Regions from separate parts of the Gossypium raimondii genome. Here region 1 is linked to region 2. A link is a contact called in public Hi-C data. All regions are on one chromosome and are shown on one strand. The core of a region is the stretch at or near the end of the contact, and the rest is flanking DNA. Distances in the headings are between cores, read along the strand shown. Region 1 holds the start of LOC105784509 (filament-like plant protein 4). Region 2 holds the start of LOC105784443.

Region 1 (7,234 bases), core at 2,374-4,873, 240 kb after region 2:
TCCTGGATAGCACATTTGATGTCATCCAGAATTTTGTGCGCATCAGCATCCTTGGACATTGATTCAAGCACCATAGAAAGCTTTGAATAAAGCTTCATAACAAGCAATTTGTCTGCATCAGATTCAGGATGGACTATAGACCCGTGATTTGCTGGTGGTGATAGATCATGCTGCTTTCCAGACTGGAGTTCCTTGCAAGAAGTCTCTCCTGAAGCATCAGCATTAACAGCTTCGGGTGATTTATTGTTTGTACAACCTGCATTAGTGATTGCACCATTTGCAGTAGAATCATTTGAAGAACACGCCAACTTCTCCATCTCAAGAAAGTCGTCCATAAGATCCAGGTGCTTCACATTTTCAGTTTTATTCAACTTTTCAATGCTCTTTTCCTTTTTGAATTGAGAGAGCTCAGAGATCATACTAGTTGCCCATGAGTCGGCACAACTTTTTTCATCATCAATTCCATCTTCAGACACAGAAGTCACACTTGGTGAATTGCTAACTTTTGAGGGGCTTCTTTGTTGGCTGCTGATGGCAAGTTGTGCTTCTAAAGTTTGAAGCTTGGTAGATGTCTTAGCACACAGATTCCTAGAAGCCAGTAGTTCACTGTTACGCTTTGCCAAAGCTTCTTTCAGCATCTTTGTTTCTTCTTCCATTGCTAATAATCGTTCAGTGAGAAACTCATTCTCTTTATGGAATTTCTGTGCATTGTCAAGAGAAAAATCAGTGACAGCAGGTGTGTGTGGAGTAGAAGGCCGGACGGGAGACCTTTTTAATCGAGTATCTCCATAATCCCGGCCTAAACTCTCAACCTCTAGCTTCATTTGGGCAAGTGCAGCAGGACCAGGCAACTTTTTCCTCACAAGACCACGCAGCCTTTGGCACTCTGCTTCTAGCTTTGCTATCTTTTTTACACCCTCCATATGCTGCTTGTTAGCTGCTTCTGCAGTTCTCATGCTCATGTTCCTTTCTTCATTACGAATTTCGAGCTCTTTGGAAACTACATGCATCTCATACTTCAGTGAATTGATTTCCCTTTCACATGATTCGATGTTACCCTTCAAACACTCAATCTGGGTCTCAGCTTGAGATTTTTCTTCAGTAATCTTGACCAGCAAGTTAGAACGTTCTTGCAAAGACCTAGAAATTGCATCATTTTCAGCTGCAGACTTACGGAGCTCTTGGTCTAAATAAGCTATCTTTGCTTCGAGCTCAAGCTTAATCTTTTCACATAGCTTGTTTTTGCTAACAGCCAAATCTTGCAACTTCTGCTCGTGTTCTTCCTTCAGATTTCGGATTTGCCGCATGCACTCTTTAAGAGCACCATCCAAATGCGATGCCCTATCTTCAGCAGTGAGCTTCAAAAGGGTAACAGATTCCAGATGATTTTTCAAGGCCAAGGCCTCTGCTTCAGCCTTTTCCCAACCTACAGCAAATTCAACAGCAGAGAGTGAGAAAAAATTGGACCAAGTTTAGCTAGAGGAACTTTACTCTTATATTAGACTCTGAACATTTGAGCATAGACTAACCCGAGACTGCTTCTTCTGCAACTTTAGTGTGCTGTTTCACCAGGTCTTCCTTGCCACTAATCTCTGAATTGGCTGCAGAGAGCTTTTCATTCAAGTCCTTAATCTCATCCTCCAATGTCTGGACTTGTTCCTCATATATTTTCACTTGATTCTCCAAACCAGTGAGATGTGAATATGATTCCATGGAAATTTGAACATACTTGGGTTTTTTGTAAGTATTCTGTTCAACACAAAATCAGTATCTGATAAAACAGCTCAACAATTTAGATGATAAGCAGATATAAATCTCTGCTCCAGCTGAGATAATGTGCTAGGGCATAGAAATGCAGAAAGTTGAGAAAATAAACACCAATTTTCCGATGTGGTTTAGTTACATAAACAAGATTTACCTGATCATTTTGAGATGCAGCTGAAGCTAAAGCAGCAGCGGCAGCATCTGCTTCGGCGGCAGCAGCAGCAGCATCTTTATCAGCTTTATCAGATGATTTTTTCTTCCAAGGCCAACGGCGGTCCATTACTTGAAACCCCTTTATAGCCTATGTCAAGAAGACCAAATAATTTGTCAAGAAAAATATATATACTGCAAAAGAAAAGGAAACTGAACATCACAGCCTCACTCCAATCCAAAAATCATAGTATATGACTAAGGATACACGCTGCAGCCACCCTATTTAGGCCGTATTACTCTCAGATAAGTTTCTGACATTCTTTTTCTAATCGAAATGAAAACAATTTCAAACCAAGTTCAATTTTCTTAAACCGTATTCAAAGACTATAAACAGAAACATGTTCTATGATACCAAAAGCTAACTGCCTTACATATTTGGTACCGAAAACACTCAAGAGTTCAAATAAATCCTCCCAAAGATAATGCAAATCTTAGTAATGCACTGAGAAATAGCAAAAATTAAGAATGGGGATCATCAGGTTAGGTAGCATTTCTTTAACATTGCATGATGGAATAATGTTTTGGTAGATATTCACCAAACTATTAATAGTCACCAAGAATCCTAAGAAGAAAGTTTAATATTTTTACTAGAATTTACTTTGACCAAATCAAATTAATAGACAGCTGTCAGAAATCAAGGTGCTCTTCTCTTTTATACTACATTTTCTCAGCTACCAAACAGAGCATCATGTGAGGGGATAAAAAAAAAGTTTCCAAGGTTGAGAAATTACAAAGCAGATTGTACTACTAGAATGAAGCAGCAGCAGGAGTTTGGTATTTGTGGTAATTTGGGACTGAAAATAACGTGAAAGAAAAAGACAAGCCATCAATTTAGAACTGAAAAGGGAAGAAGAAGAAGAAGAAAAAAGGCACCGTGTGACATCCATTCATTATCGTACAACATAAATATAAACGCCATGGTTTTAGATAGAAACAAGTAAGATCGTCAGTGTTTCAAAGTGTTGTGAATCGAATCAGAGCAAAACCAAGTTCATCAATGGCTTCAGTTGAAATGCAAAAAGAAGATCTAATCAAAAAGCAAAAGATCTTAGAATCAAAAGCTCGCTTCATATCAAGCAAAACATTAAAAATTGAAACCTCACCGACAAAAAAAAAAAAGAAAAAAAGAGCATCTCAAATGAAACATTTTAGTCTGCATAAAACCTGACATCTATTTGTCTTGCAATTAAAAGAAACCAGAAAGGAACAAAAACTAAGGGCAGAGGGAAAAACATAAGTTTTCCATTTTTACTCACTACACACTACAACTGTGCTTTGACCATCAACCTTTATGCTTAAACCAAACAAACAAGCAAATGAAAAGTTAAAAAAAGGAAAGAACGAAAGAAAGAAGCATTTTAGAACTCGCATTATTTCATAAACTTGACTTACCTTGAGAATCAGAAATGAAGGTTTGTACAGTATGAACAAAAGAGTGTTGTTTGAGATTTAAAGTTAAGATCCAAATTTGTGGGTTTTGGGGTTATTGGTTTCAGTGTTTTGAGGAAGTGAAAGAAGTGGTGGCAATGGCGGAGGAGGAGGGAGTGGGACCGTGGTGGTGGCGTTGGGGCAATAGAGCAAAAGTTACAAAACCAATTCGGCTTTGAGATTGTTACTAGTTTTCTGCAAATAAAAATTAAATGCCAGTGTTTTTGGTTTTTGTTCATTAATAACAGGCCAGTGTACGAATACACATACTAGATTTTAGGACTTTCCATCTATAAACCTTTTATTTTTAATCATATTAATCTAAATCATTTTATATCCTATTTATTCTTAAACATATAATAAAAATATACTAATCCCCCCATCTTTTTATCCTCATTATCTCAAAATAGGTGAAATTTTTAACATTTGTTAATCTTATTGATGACACACCTCGCAACCTACATGCATTAATCTGTACGTCATTTTAAAAAATTAAAATATTAAAAATATATTTTACATAATTTTCTAAATTTTAAATAATTAATTACTTACGACATGATATCTACCGATAACTCACGTGTATGTCACATTAGTAATCATCCATTTTTGAGTAGTTTGACAAACAAAATAAATTTAAAGATTAAAAAGATAAAAATTAAAATGATTTTATTTATAAAATTGAAAAACTAAATAATTCATTATGTTAAAAAAATAAAGAATGAGAAGTGAATTTTGGCAATTCATCGCTATTTTTTTCAGTTATAATTATTTTATATATTAATATAATTTTAATAAGTTTATAATTTATATTAATAATTTAAATATATTATGTTTTTAAATCAAATCTAATACATTTATACTCACTGTGGTAGAGCAACAGCTGGGCTGTAAACGATATTTTGGAATGCTCTGTTTCTATGTTACGACTTAGGACCGCCGTCACTACTCGTTACAGCTAATAATGAGGATTTGTTTTAATCAAATATTGTCTGCTACCATGCTCCATCGCTGCATCTATTGCCATGTGTAACCGCATCTCCACCATTGAAATTGCTTTAGTACGTTGGTATTCGGGACATGTAATTTAATGTTAGTGATGTTGGACCCCAATTACAGGATTTTGTTGTCTACCGAATTTGGTTATATCCTGCTCTCTAATCTTTGCTTTACAACACTAGTTTTGCTAGATTAAATTACTTCCAATTAAATAGTAATAGAATGTTGATTGTGTATTTCTTAATAGAATGTCAATGTGCATTTCTTATTTTAGTTCTTTTAAATTAGAGTGGTTCTCATTTTCATCATTTTAAAATTAGGAAAATTTACTCGGTAAACATTTTAAATAGGCATTGTTACTATTTTGGTCACTAAAAAAATACATTAGTCTTCCATTATCATTTTAAAGGTGGAGTGACAAATTTGATCAAATTTATTTCTGGCTGAGACCAAATTAACAAAAAAAAATTAAAAGTGGACCAAAATAGGAACGACCTTTACCTTAATTAGGTGGCATTGCAACTATACTCATCCTTGCCCGTCAACCAACTTGCCATGAAAATCCCTTGCAATAACTCCAACACTAATTTGTTTAGTCTTTAGAATGAACCATCAACTGTTAGAATTAAGTGACCCAAATCCTTATTTAAATAAAATATTGTGGTAAAATAAAATAAAAGTAAAATCCCTATAGAATTATACTTCTTTTATTTTATTTTAGAATAAGGTTTCTAAACCTTATTAAACTCCATCTATTTTATATTATTTGAATAAGAAGTTTCACTCCTATTAGAATAAGGTTTACAAGCCTATAAATAGGCATAGTCTACTCCTCTTGTAATTAAGTTTTCGACATAGTGAATTTTCTTCTCCTCTGCCCGTGGTTTTTTCCCGAAAGGGTTTCCACGTAAAATTTGTGTGTTCTTTATTTTTCTATTTCTATTTTTCTTTGCGATATATTGTCATTGCCGACATTATATTTTTCTCAAATTGGTATCAGAGCTTCCGGATTGTTCATCTCAATCACGGTAATGACGTCTTTGAAGTACGAAATTTCGCTGTTGGATCGCAACACCAGATTTGCATTGTGTCAGATAAAGATGTAAGCAGTTCTTGCACAGATGGACTTAGAGGAAGCCCTACTAGGGGTAGATAAGATGCCTTCAACTTTGACGGAAGAAGAGAAGAAGCGCAATGATCGAAAGGCATTAACACAGTTACATCTGCATTTGTCTAACGAATTTTTGCAGGATGTGATGAAGGAAAATACTGCCGCTGGATTATAGAAGAGGTTGGAACAGATATGTATGTCGAAAACTCTAACTAGCAAACTACATATGAAGCAGCGTCTTTATGCCCATCATTTGGAGGAAGGTGCATCTGTGCACGAACACTTAACAGTGTTCAAAGAAATTCTCTCAAACTTGGAGGCCATGGAGGTTCAGTATGATAAGGAAGATCTAGGGCTGATTCTACTTTGTTCGTTGCCCCCGTCTTATTCAACCTTTAGAGATACGATTTTATATAGCCGCGAGTCTCTCACAGTTGATGAGGTTTATGATTCTTTAACCTCGTATGATAAGATGAAGCATCTTGTGGTTAAAATCGACTCTCAGGGAGAGGGTCTTATTGTTTGTGGGAGACAAGATCGGAATGCTGATGATGATCGTGGAAGGACACAGGAACGGAATCCTCGCAGTAAATCTAAAGGTAGATCGAAGTCTTCAAACAGAGGTAAAACTTGTAACTTTTGCAAGAAGAAATGGCACATTAAATCTGAGTGCTATAAGCTACAGAATAAGATAAAAAAGGAGGCTGCGATTCAAAATGGAAAACAACTAGAAAATTCTGGTAAAGCTGATGTTGTAGAAGATTACAGCGATGGTGAACTTCTAGTCGTTTCTGTCAACAATTCCAAAGCGAGCGAGGAGTGGATCCTTGATTCGGGTTGCACCTTCCACATTAGTCTCAATCGGGATTGGTTTACAACTTATAAAATAGTGTTTGAAGGTATTGTGTTGATGGGAAATAATGCTTCATGTAGAATTGTAGGTGTTGGAACAATTAGAGTTAAAATGTTTGATGGAGTTGTCAGAACACTCAGTGACGTACGACATGTTCCAAAATTAAAGAGAAATTTAATTTCATTGAGTACCCTTGATTCAAAAGGGTACAAATACACAGCTGAAAGTGAGGTTTTGAAAATTTCCAAAGGTTCTCTCATTGTGATGAAAGGGCAGAGAAAGACTGCCAAGTTATATGTTTTGCAGGGTTCTACTGTTACTGGTGATGTAGCTGTGTCATCCTCTTCCTTGTCAGATGATGATATTACTAAACTTTGGCATATGCGCCTAGGGCATATGAGTGAGAATGGCATGGTAGAATTGAGCAAAAGAGAACTTCTTGATGGGCACGGAATTTGCAAACTGAAGTTCTGTGAGCACTGCATTTTTGGGAAGCAAAAGAGAGTTCGATTCACTAGAGGAATCCATAACACGAATGGAACGTTAGAGTATATACATTCTGATCTATGGAGGCCATCCAGAGTGCCTTCGAGAGGTGGAGCTAATTATATGCTAACTTTTATTGATGATTTTTCAAGAAAAGTGTGGGCGTTCTTCCTGAAGCAGAAAAGCGATGTGTTTTCCGCATTTAAGTCTTGGAAAACCATGATTGAAAAGCAGACGGGAAAGCAAATAAAATATCTCCACACAGACAATGGCTTAGAGTTCTGTTCTGATGAATTTAATAAACTGTGCCAGTCAGAAGGGATCATGAGACAGTTGACAGTTCGTCATACTCCACAGCAAAACGGCGTTGTAGAACTAATGAA
Region 2 (7,567 bases), core at 3,781-6,280:
TAATATATTTAATACAATAAAATATTTATTATATTTATTTGTGTTTTTGAATATAATAAAATATTTATTATATTTATAGTAGTGTTTTAATATAAATACTTTTTAATGTATTTTAATATGTTAAAAAATTATTTTAACGTTTTTAGTGCATTTAGTATATTATATTTTAAAAATATCATATATATAATAAACAAAAAATAAAATAAGATTACTTTTTTTCCATTTCTAGCTCGATGAATTGATAAAAATAAAATGTTATATTTATATATGATTCGAAATCAATTTAAATTAAATTATATATGATGTGATTGATAGTGAGGTATATAATATTTTAATTAAATTAGATTAATAAGTATATATTCTTGATATCAAATATATTGTGGATGGAAAAAATTGTATGCAATACAACTTAAAAGTTAATAAAGTAAACGATGATTTACATAACAAAATTTAAAAAAAAAATCGTTGGCATCGTCAAGCCAAATGTGTGCCACAACCCAATGGGTGTTGGTTGCAAGGCGATTTTCTTCGTACAAGTTGAGGTTTCGGCTCCTCATCTTCTTCCTCTTCGTCTTCAACTCGAGCTCCATCTTCAGCTTCATCTCCTTCCTCCGTGGTTGTGTGCGGTGTCGTCCTAGGTTGCCATTGTATGTCCTTCGTTTTTCTAATAGATGGTTGCGAAGATTAGCCACCTTAGTAGAACAATGACACCGGGGGTGTTTGCGACACTAGCTGCGGATAAGTGTATAGTGTCACATAACTCGGTTACGGATAAAATGTTGGAATGGTCAAAGATGGCAGATACGTCGGTGTTGTTGTCGGCATTGGCATGTAATATGGTGTTGGGGATAGAGGTGGTGCAAAAAACATACCTGCAGAAGGTGTTGATGCAGGGAACGGTGGTGCATAGTGTGGTGCTTGTGTAAAAATAACAGGGTTAGTGAATACACTAGAATAATATGAAGGACACTGGTGGGGAGGTGGTGCAACCATCGGTGCCTCGTGTTGGGTTAGAGCTGATGATGACTTCGTCGCGGCATGTACTTTCGACCTAGGATTCTGGCAGGGTCGTCTTGGCCACCTTGTACGGTGTTGCCTAGTTTTTTGCTCCTCTGACAGTATATATGGCTTGCCATGATGTCTAAACCATGACATGTAGTTTGGAGAGGTCGCCAATTCTGATATGAGAATTGGTTTGCGCATAGGTATGAAATCATACATATGCTCCAAAATGTTGATATATTGCTCGTAGAATTTAGGTCAATCTTCGTTGGTTCTCCCTCGTAAGTCAATACCATGCCCATGACTACAGAAGGAGTATGTAACCACTGATTTTACTTTTTTTTGTGGTTGTGTTGCCTGACACATCTCTCGATACAACATGTCAAACACAGTTAATCCCCAATTGAGTCGTGTTGCTTCTTTCAAGTTGACGAGTTATAGTAGCGACCCTAAATGTACCAGAGTTTGAGATTTATCAGGCATTAGAACACCCCTGATTAACCTCAGGATTTATGCTTAGGCGTATTGTTCTTTTTTAAGGGCAGTCGCAGAGTTGTCGAGATAATTGAAACTTTGTTCCAACCATTTCATCTCTATCTGGCTAGCAAAAAACCTCTCTGGCATCTTACCTAATAGTTGCTCGCAAATATTGCTCCAACCGCCAATGACTGGCTTATCCATTGGTAAACTGAGTTGTATTTTTATTCTAATTGTATTAACATATTGGCAAAATTAGTTGAAAATAATTCTAAATCATAAGGCAACCTATCTGTTTGATAATTATGTCATTTGGAGAAGCAATACCAAAACTAGAATTAAGCAAAGGATCAAATTAATTACTTATTCTATTTAAGTATTGAATGAAACTAATGGTAGCTCTCTTCAACAACTTTGATTAGGGCTAACGATGCCCACCTTACCCTCACTGCTTGATTTTTATTTACCTTCTTAAATTCCATCTTTTATTTAATTATGTATTTCACCCAAAAATTTAAAAATTAATCACTTTAATTTATAAAATATAATCATTATACTTTGTAAAAGATAATATATTAATCCTATTAAAATCATTGTCTTAAAAATTAATTATTCCACGATTTATATGCAAAAATTTAACAACAATTAAGGGTTAAAAATTTAAATCAAGCAATTCAAGTTCAGTAACAATTGGATTAACTTGTGAATATTAATTTATAAAAAAAGATTACACACTTAAATCCTTCCCCAATGGGTTTTATCATAAATATTTTAAAATTGATGACAGCGAGTCCAATATTAAAAAATAGTTTAGGGAGATTACAGTAATTAAAGTTTTATAGGAAAATTACAAAAAGCACATAAAACAAGAAGAACGCATTGATTGTGCACGTGTCCGCCATTTCTTCATTCACCTCGTTTTCTCAATCCTTTGCAATTCTTCCAAGATAATCTCACGTGCCGCTTAATTGTGCTGCTCTTCAATACATTTCTTTTTCCTCTTCTCAATTATCTCAGGTTTATACATGGGAAATCATTAAAACGACAATTGTTGAATTTTTTAATATTTTTTTAAAAAACCAAATATGTGACAATTTTTTGAAAAAAATTATTTATCGGTATATATTATATAATAATTCTAATTTATCTTTGGTACCTTCAACCCATAAAAAATGCAGAGTGGGTAGGTAAGTGAATTAAGGCTGTGAAAGGAGACGATTCAATGGCTGCATTTTACCATTGGTTAAATTTTGTTATAGATTTAGTTCTATCAACTTTAGTTCCTTTTTAAATTGGTCAAATTTAATCCTTATACTTTTGACATTTTAGTTCTCATCTATTGATTTAGTTAAATTTAATTACTAGTCCTATACTATGCGTTTAACTGTAGATTTAGTCTATATTCTCTAATTAGATCATTGTAAGTCCTTAAACTTTTTAATTTTAAAATTTTAATCTTAAAATAAATAAATATTGTTAATCCATTAACTAAAATCTTAGAGAGTAATATGTAAAAATAGCAAAACTTAAAAATTTATTGTCACAAAAAAAAAAACTTAATGAATTTGACGGAAGATTAAAATTTTAAATTTAAAATAGTCAAATCATAAAATATAGAGACTCAGTAGCAGAAGAGGAGGAAAATTTTGGCGTTGCTTTGTCTATTTATTACACAGAAATATTTAATTTGGCGCGACAGGAATCAGCTGCCACGCATGCGGTTAAGCAGTTGAGCTAATAAACATTATAATTCAATTCCAAAAAGAAAGGGGGGTTTGATCCCGTGTGCCACAACGTAAGATCAAAGTTTATGTACACTGTTAATGAGCATCGTTTGATTAGACTAATTCTATGAAAGTAAAGATATTTTGAGTTTTCATATCAGTCCAGATTCAAGTGCTTTGTAAATGACTACGAAACAAGGAAGGATAGCCCTTGCATTAAAGACAACTAGCTCCTCCAGATTGGAGTAAACCCCGGCGTACGCAGCTACAGAGTCGTACGAACCAGCCGAGGAAGATACGCCGCTGCTATTCTCGTCCTCCAACGGCGGCGCTTCATCCGCCACTCGCTTCACCCTTCCCGCGATCACACGGCAAACCAGCATGGCCCTACGTCCGTCCGTACGCTTAATTGAGTCGTGGGCCCTACCGCTACTAGCCGTTGTGACGACACCCTTGAATTCTGCGGCTGGCGCGGTCCCTCCGCCTTTGTTTTGGAACCCTTGTCTGATAATGGTGCAGACGCCGCAGCCGGGGATGGAGCCGCACAAGCTGGAGGAGCCGCGCGCGCCGAGGGAGCAGGACAAGGTTGTGCAATGGAAACGGAGGAGTTCGTTGCCGTCAGCGGCGCACCTGGGGTTCTTTCTGGTGCTATTAAGGGCGCGCGTTTTCACTGCGTCGCGGCAGTCCTCGAACCGTTGGATGGTGCGTTGGTTGTTGTGGACTTTCAATATCCGTTCGATCTTACAGATCGGATTGTCCTTCTTTAGCCAGCTGGATTTGAAAATAATTTCCACAATGTTCCGGCCCGAATCTTCTGGACCCAACTCCGAAACTAAACCAACAAAAGACTGGGATCAAATTAAAAGAAAATAATAAACATAAAACCCTGCAAATTTAGCGTTACCATTACACACTACTTGCCACGTCATATGCCTCAGTCATTTCCGAAATGGGTGGTGGGCAATTTAACCCACTGATTTGTCCAAGTTGCAAAGTTTTCATTTTAATTTTTGTAACTTTGGATAAACAATTTTAATGACTTAAGTAATAGGTACAGAAATTACAGTACCTGCATGGCGAACTGCTTGATGAAGTTCCAAGCTTTCAATTTTTGGGAACACCTCTCCGCACTGTGAGCAGCCACAGATACTTGTTCTTGACGATGGATACCTGCAATTTTTCACATTTTCTAAATTAAGTTCTGGAAAATGAGAAAAAAAATTCAAATTATTTTATTCTATATTTATATACTATACCTGCTGGGGTCAACGATCGTATGACATTCATAACACCCAGAAAGCTTCCTGAATTGAATAGCTCTTGAAGAAGACGAGGTGGTGGTGCTGTTATTGGATCTTGTTGACCCCGACAAGGACCGCGACGACGACCCATTAACAGCTTTGCGTCTGAGCAGCGCAGTTTCTTGACCTATTGTGCTACTCTCAGGTGAGTTATCAGCTCTGTGAACAACCCTCGTGTTGCCATGAACTACGTCCCTGAAGCTGCAGATGGAGCTACAAGAGGAACCCAGCTTTGAGTAGCCATGTTGATGATGATGAGGCGGCGCCGGGTTATTGTTCTTCGAAGGGTCGTGGACTTTGGACCCTTCCATCTGTTTGCAAGTGAGCAAGTTCTTGATTTGATCCCAAGAAGACGTGGTGGGTTGCTTTTGCTTTTTCACTTGCTTTCTCCGGCGCTTCGGCGGTTGTTTCATGGGCTCCGCCGCCGCCTCCGGCAAGAAAGTCAGCAGAGCCATAATAAATAATAATACAAGTGTAGATTCAGCTCTTTCGCTTTTCTTATAACTTTTGTGGGCAAATGGGGTGGGATCTGAGAGTGGTAATAAGGAGGAAAATTGAGGAGGGTGGGAGTGGGGTCGCTGCATATTTATTGCATTAATGTTATTATTATTATATTATACAACTCTCTCCTTTATCTGTGTACAAGTGCTTAAGTTTTGGACCACTGATACAAGTCACGACGTGACGGTCCATCTAATGATTTTGGACTCCATCAATGGAGAAGTCATCCGATCGAACGGTTCTCCACTGTTTTAGTGAATGGCCGGCACTTTATTTATGGTTTTCAGACGGCTATGAGGGCCTTCGTCTAATATTTACGTTGTAAGTTTTTAGAAAAATTGAAGTTGAAAATATAATAAATTTGATTGAAACTTAGTCGATATTTGTTTTGATGCTAATTTTCTTAAAAGTTCTAGCAAGGGTTGAATTTAGGAAGCTAATGTTCTTATCATGCATTGTTAATTAGAGGTTTGGAATTCTTAAGAGAAAATTAAGGAATGTATACGTTTATATTTTATCAATTTATCTTTGTTTTTTACTAAAATATTTGACTAAAATTTTATTTTATTTTTAATGATGTTAGTGTGCTAATACTTTAACACAAATAATTTTAAAAAGTTTTGTATGTCAAAAACACCCATAAAAAAGAGAAAAATCAATTAAGTCATTTCACATCAAATTAAGCCCTACTATTAATTAAAATAATCAATTAAGAATCTCATTTAATGGAATTTGTGGTTGACCACGTTGATCATTAAAATAAATTGATAAACCAATCAAATTGTGATATATAGTAACTTTTGGCTTACTATACTATTTTTCTCATAAAAATGATTAAAATTACTAAAATTATTAAAATATTATAAAATATTAAAATATTTATATAAATTTATAAAATTTAATAATAACTTATAAATATTATAAAATTCTAATAAGTTATAAAAATTTTATAAAATTAATAAAATATTAAAATTGATATAAACTTATAAAAATTATAAAAATCATAAAAACTTTTTAAAAATGATAAAAATCTAATAATTATAAAAACTATGAAATTAATAAAATATATTTAAAATTCTATAAAAATTAATAAAAACTTATAAATAATATAAAATTTTTAACAAACTATAAAAATATTAAAAATATAAAATTTTAAATTTTAAAAAAATTCATTTAAACCCAAAAAACACATGACATCATACCCACTGTTGGATAATGAGAATAGTCATCAGATCGTTAGACTCATTTTCATGTTGAATAAAATCTTCTCGATCTTCCACAAATAAAGCGATAGTTATGGGGCCCGCTCCTTATTATTGATAAATTATTATTATTTTTTAAAATTTTATATCCAATTTTTTAAGTACGGGATAATATAAAGCATTTTTGGTACATTTAGATATTATCAAACAAAAATGTGTTTATCCAACTATTAACATATGCCAATATGAAATATTTTGACCATAGCTTTTAGAACTAAATCGGTGGTTAAATAAGTCAGGCCACCGATTTGTCGGTTCGACCAGTTTAATTGGTCAATCCAATTAAATTAAATAAAACATTAAAAGGTATTAAAAATAAATAATTAGTTCCATCGTCTAGTTCCCAAGTCAATTGGTCTAATGGCTTTCTCTAGACCGATACCTTTCTAATTTTTGTGGTTCTATGAGAAATAAAAAAGCTATTAAATGCAAAAGTTACTTTCAATCTCGATCTCAAAGTGGTATGTATTCCATGAACAAATTAACATTGCTTTTGGTAGTAGGCATCCATTTAATTTGATTCTCTGATGTCATTATGGAGCAAATGGTTGGCGGAAGCGGTTCTACTGTATTTTTCTTATCTTTATAATTTCTAATGTTCAAGACATTGGACAATATATATAAAGAAAGGAAGAAAGAACAGGGATGTGGAGTAGTAGGTTAGATAGTGTAGCATAATGATGTAGAAAAATAAGGGACCAGATTCCAAAAATTGGCAAAAAGATAAAAGAGCATGAGCCAAAGACCACGTCATATAAGACACGCAGAAAGGGAAAAAAAGGATCCCCTGTGCCATTGTGCGTATTCCAAAGCCTCTTGTGCCCAACTAATCGCTATCAATAGCGGGAGTGCATGCACTCAAATTTCAACGACAACCAGCTCCCCATACTCCCCAGATGCCCTACCTTATAACTTTGCCCCTATACATTCCTCACAACCTGCTTGTAGGCCTCACATTTTGACTCACTCGCTCCAAGTTTTGGTTCATGGTGGTATAAATGGATTTTGGGATATTAACTGAAGCCTGTCTGGCTTTAGTACGTAGTGATGTTCACTTTATTCAAATTTATGTTTACGGGACGTGTTGGATTGGATGGAATGGGTTATTACTTTCAATGAATGTTTAAGAGAATATATATATTTTTAATTTCCAAAGAGTTGTTGAAACTCCGATACGGATTTGGCCAACCATTGGCTCAAAAAAGTAAAGCATTGTCCCCTTGTCTTGAGCCACTACAGGAACCAAATCACTCCCTAACTGATCCATTATGGAACCACTAATTAAACAAAATAAACTAAC

What was found. Hi-C and Micro-C count contacts between places; a contact is called where the count stands out from the background.
Region 1: a contact with region 2 is called in a Hi-C map of leaf, with 1.7 times the contacts expected there. The contact joins the promoter of LOC105784509 here to the promoter of LOC105784443 in region 2. A contact is called at or near these places in 2 of 2 Hi-C or Micro-C datasets (both in leaf).

What each region holds. Positions count from the first base shown.
Region 1 is chr1:16,168,061-16,175,294 of ASM2569854v1, forward strand. LOC105784509 (filament-like plant protein 4) reads right to left here and starts at 3,624. Exons shown (of 6, transcript XM_012610427.2): 1 at 3,370-3,624; 2 at 1,919-2,065; 3 at 1,530-1,749; 4 at 1-1,426. The coding sequence starts at 2,044.
Region 2 is chr1:15,929,822-15,937,388 of ASM2569854v1, forward strand. LOC105784443 reads right to left here and starts at 5,031. Exons shown (of 3, transcript XM_012610330.2): 1 at 4,460-5,031; 2 at 4,273-4,373; 3 at 3,115-4,035. The coding sequence starts at 4,959. The coding sequence ends at 3,356.